Regions from separate parts of the Danio rerio genome. Here region 2 is linked to region 1. The links are chromatin contacts, called in public Micro-C maps. All regions are on one chromosome and are shown on one strand. Each heading gives the region's core, a stretch centred on a gene start, on an enhancer-like site or on the middle of the called end of the contact. The rest is flanking DNA. Distances are from core to core; before and after follow the strand shown.

Region 1 (2,700 bases), core at 45-2,544:
CGCGCCAAATGCTCCCGGTGTGAAATAACGGCGCGTTAGCTCCCGCGCGCATCTGCTACTATTGTGTAACCATGACAACGGTGCCGTGCACGTTCATGTGCCAGCATCATGTCAGGGGAATTTGTTAATGAATACTTGCATTATATTGATGGAGCGCAACAGGTGTTCTGGACATTATTCATTTCACATCCGCTTCTGTCTAGAAGCTTCGGCAGGCTGCACGCACACATTTGGAGCCGTGTGTTGTGTGTTTGTGAAAGAATAACAAAATAATCCTTAATGCAAACACACCGAGCGATTTGGTAAATAAACTAAAATTTGAAATATGTTTAATGCTTTTTTAAAAATAAATATCCAAGATTAATGCATTTTTATGCAGATTATTTAAACAAAAATTAATAAATAAAATAATAAATATAATTTATACTTATACTTTATATTTAAGCAATATATAAAATTCAATAATTACAGCTGATCATATTAATAATATGTATGAGCACTGCATGATTATATTTATTATTTAAAATATTTGTATTATATTTAGTTGTTAAACACAAATTATTTAATATATTTGTATTGTTTAATGTAGTTGTTTATTAGCATAATATAGCTGATAAATATTACTTTACATTAACACTATTATTAATATAGGCACGTAGTTTAATATATTTCAAAAATATATTGGAATTAAATAAGTAAAATTGATCACATGAACAATGTGTGTGTTTGTAAAATGAGTTTCATGTGTTATATAACTCAAAACGAGTCTATGCGCATTCTTATATTAAGACTATAATAATTTATAATATGTACTGCTAATTTTGCAAAGAAATATATCCACAGACAGTACAGAACAGATAAAAATCCAAACACATTTTAATGATCTGATTATGTTTGTAATTCAGTCAAGAATAATTATGAAAATCATTTGCAATAAATGTTTTTAAGTATAATTATTCTTCATACAATACTCGGAGCCATGTCAACATTTGTATATATATCATCGTTTTAAAGTCAATCCAGGATAAGGCGCTCATTACACAGTGGACTAACAAGCCTCCGAGAGAAGAGCTGTTGTTCTGCGCGCAGAGAGAGCGAGAGAGAGGCGGGGGGAAAGAGAGAGAGATAGAGCGAGCGAGCAGCATGGTGGTACACGGGACACGGGAGGGCGGCGGTCTGCTGTAAATGGGTTGAGCTCTGAAAGCGCCGTCACACACGTGAGGCTCATGTGACTGGAGCTCGAGACGTGTCTGCAGTCACAGGGTTTATTTAACACGTACTTCAAATCCACCCACATACACTCATTTAACCAGCACCGGAGCCGACAAACGCCTCCTGCATCTCCACCTCACAACAACATCACTTCTGCGTCCTACTGCTGAGGCTTGAATCTGGAAAGAACTACTTCATTCGAGGAAAACACATGTGGACTTTGATAAGAGAATAACGGATTGTTTTTTATTTTTGTATCTACTTTTTGTTATTATTATTTTTGATTTACCCTATTCTTACACCAGTAAGACACTAGGGTGAAATGGAGAGGATTACCAGTGCTCAGCCTCCTCCGTGTATGTCCAAACACCCCTCGCTGGATATCTCTGACATGCAAGGGTAAGTCAGTCTCCTCAAGCTGTTTAGTGTGTGTGTTTGTGTGTGTCTGTGAACGCGACGCAGTTCTCTTATTGGCTCTATTTTACTTTATTTTATAGAATGGACTTTCCCATGTATGTGTATAAACCCAGACGAGGAATGAAGCGCAGTGAGGACAGTAAGGTACGAATGCGTAATTACGCACAAATATGAATGCGCACGCTTTTACTTATGACCTTTCTCTTATTTAAATGTATTTTGATGTTCTAAACAAGTGCGCAATTTGCCTTTTATTATTTTTTGCTTGTTTTTATGCATCGAAGTTAATATATAGTTTTATCTGCTGACCCCCAGGATACGTACAAACTGCCTCATCGATTGATCGAGAAGAAAAGAAGAGACCGAATAAACGAGTGCATCGCGCAGTTGAAGGATTTGCTGCCCGAACACCTTAAACTCACTGTAAGTAATATGGGAGTGGATGGGCTCACCTCCTCACTATGTTGTAGTGTAAAGCGCCACCTGCTTGTTGATCATGAATAAATCATGTTTGTCCTGCTTTTGGATTAGTCACGCTCCTACAATGTGCTTGATTTATATTTTATTATATAAAACCTTCACCTTTGGCATTCTGTATCTGGCATGTTAAACAAGGCGTGTTAGATTGTCATTCGGAGAATTTGAATATTTCTAACACGCACATGTGCATGCACTGGTGAGCAGAGAGGAGTGTCTTCATTCCTGCTCAGTGCAGGTTTGTCCTCTCTGAGCTGCTGCGGAGAGCGTTACATAAGAAAGATCAACATGCTTATCTGGGTTCTTCCTGTTTTAGACTCTGGGACACTTGGAGAAGGCTGTTGTCTTGGAACTCACACTCAAGCATGTGAAGGCTCTTAACAACCTGCTGGAACAGCAACAACAGAAGATCATTTCCTTGCAGAATGGATTGCAAATCGGTGAGTTTTTGATAATACCAAAAGGTCGGCACATCAAATGTGTGACCATGTTGCAGGAAGTGGCCCCGCTGAACTTTTCACCTCCCCTCCCCTTTCAGTTGTTTTCGAGTGCATTACAAAATAAAGAAATTGAGACATGCTTGCGCAACACAAA
Region 2 (2,700 bases), core at 97-2,596, 290 kb before region 1:
CTAAAATATATATAAATATATATATATATATATATATATATATATATATATATATATATATATATATATTTTTTTTTTTTTATGTTCTTTTAAGGGAAATGTAGGTGCAGGTTATACAGTGTGTAAAGTGAGGTTATATTAAGTAAGTTCCTCTATTAAAAAATAGGGGGGAAAAAGTTCTGAAAGAGATGAAGTCTTAGCCAGGTAATAAACAGTGATGCAAAGTAACTCAAAAGTAATGTAACACAATACTTACTATAAAAAGTTATTTAAGTAGTTAAATAACATAAGTAAGTACTTTTTTGGGGAGTAACTCAATACTGTAATGCATTTCTTTTATAACCTTTCCCAACACACACACACACACACACACACACACACACACACACACACACACATGTAAATGTGTGTGTGTGTGTGTGTGTGTGTGTGTGTGTGTGTGTGTGTGTATATATATATATATATATATATATATATATATATATATATATATATATATATATATATATGTGTGTGTGTGTAAATGTGTGTGTGTATGTATATATATATATATATATTTATAATATATATTTATATATATATATATATATATATATATATATATACACACACACACACACACATGAATATTCAGCATCTCACTTTCTAAAATCTCAGAATAAAAACAACAGTTTTTATATTTTACCTAAAACGTGCATTTTTTTATAAGTTCATGTCAGATATTTATATATAATAATTATTTATACAACGTGATCATTTAACATGTTTTTTTTCTGTTTGTTTGTTTTTTATCAATATATCAAATCACCTAAAACGTAGTCGTGGCCAAACACTTTCTTATGAAGGGCAAAAACCAAACTTGAAATAGGGCCATGAGCCGAAGTTTCCATGAATAATTTCCTCATTTATTTAAATATAAATAGAAAACATTATTTTAATCATATTACCTAATCCATTTCATTTTTTTGATAATAAACATTATAATGAAGACATGAGAATTAAATTTAAAACTCTATAGAGTTTATTAGTTTATTATTGGATTCATTTACAACATTTAATTGAAACATTTATTTTAAGTTAGTTTTTCTTTCTTTCTTTTTTTTTTTTGTAGCTTAGAAAATAAAACTAACAAATGAAGGCTTACATTAAATTAGAAGTGACAATGGATATTAAAACCATTAACTAAAACCCTCCCCTAAACTTTCCCTCTCTTCTTAGATGGGATGGAGGGCCAAATCAAAGGTTTGGACCGTTTGGACATCTTTGACCTAACGGGTCTCATGAACTGGACTTTTATTTTGTATTACTGTCAAGTGCAAGCAGCATTTCCGCCTCTTTTTGATTCTTTCAAGCTTGTGCCCATCGATATTGTAAACAATCCGCAAGTAAATAATGTTCTCTCCCGCAAAATAATCATACATAAATTGACATAAAGACACAATGCGATCCTACAGCCAGGATTTGAGCGGCGGACTCGAGAATGTTCCTGTTTTGATCGAAAACAGTGTCCCTAAAGAGGCTCTCTCCAATTTTCAGGTAGTCACATCTTCTTTCGTTACAGTATTTACAAGTACATTGGCATTTTAGTCATTTTGTAGTCGTAAAATGCTCCCAAGAAACCCTGAAGTTGATTTAAAAAAAATAGTAAGAATTACATTGCATGACTTGTCCCGCCACACCACCACCTGATGGCAGCACTTTCGTGTTCTTTCATACTCATTTCTAAAGTAAATCTTAAAGGGATAGTTAACCCAAAAATGACAATTTTGCTCACTATTCATTCACCCTCAAGTGGTTTCAAGGGCTTCATGATTTTATTTTCTTCAGTGAAACACAAAAGATATTCTGATGCATGTTAGTAACCAGTAGAAATTGACACTCAGTATAAAAAACAAATATTCTGGAAGTTAATGGTTATCGGGTGAAAGAAACTCAAACAGGTTTGTTACAAGTTAAGGGTGAGTAAATGATGGCAAAATGTTTAGTTTTGGTTGAACTATCTCTTAATGGCAAGACACTTCAGTTTAATAACTTAAAAATTGCAATGGTGATCACCGTACTTCCCCTAATGATTGATTAAATTAAGAATTGCAAACATTTTTTATTACAAGTTTTTTAAAAACTTTGTCTAAACATCCAAACGAGGCATTATGTGATTAAATATGCACCCATTTGCATACATTTGTAGCTCAAAAATTGAAACATTGGATGAAGTCATGTTTAGATTTCCTTTTTGAAACTTCAAGGTGTATTAGAGTCTAGAGTTTTTTATATAGGGGGGCTTTGGGAATCTATTTTTATCAGTAAATAAATATATAATTCAATAATAAATTAAGTACTGCCAACAGGCAAAAAATAAAATCAACAAAAAAACAAAACGCTGGATAAATATGCAAATTTTGCACGTCGCTTACTAAATACCTTCTGGAAACAGATTTTAAACAGAAATTAAACCTTAAACGATATGTTAACCAAAAATAATTTTAACTGTATTTATTAATAAATAAAGTGAATAAATAAGACATAAAATCACAACAATTTAGGAGGTCATGCTGAGAGAGGGAATTAAATGTTCACAATAAACCACAATAATAATAATGATAATGATAGTAATAATAATTATTAATAATAATAATAAACATTATTAAAATAAATATAATAAAATATATAAAGTTGATAAAAAATAGAAAAATTATAAAT

Evidence for each region. A called contact is a pair of places that touch in the nucleus more often than the background predicts.
Region 2: a contact with region 1 is called in a Micro-C map of caudal fin, with 11 times the contacts expected there. The contact joins the promoter of setmar here to the promoter of bhlhe40 in region 1. A contact is called at or near these places in 5 of 18 Hi-C or Micro-C datasets (caudal fin, embryo, hematopoietic stem cells and 1 more) and 2 of 4 datasets of contacts at active chromatin or transcription factors (caudal fin and embryo).

What each region holds. Positions count from the first base shown.
Region 1 is chr11:38,147,028-38,149,727 of GRCz12tu, reverse strand. bhlhe40 (basic helix-loop-helix family, member e40) reads left to right here and starts at 1,294. Exons shown (of 5, transcript NM_212679.2): 1 at 1,294-1,611; 2 at 1,710-1,773; 3 at 1,945-2,052; 4 at 2,423-2,546. The coding sequence starts at 1,535.
Region 2 is chr11:38,432,406-38,435,105 of GRCz12tu, reverse strand. It overlaps setmar (SET domain and mariner transposase fusion gene), which reads left to right and starts at 1,346. Exons shown (of 2, transcript NM_001113600.2): 1 at 1,346-1,536. The coding sequence starts at 1,441.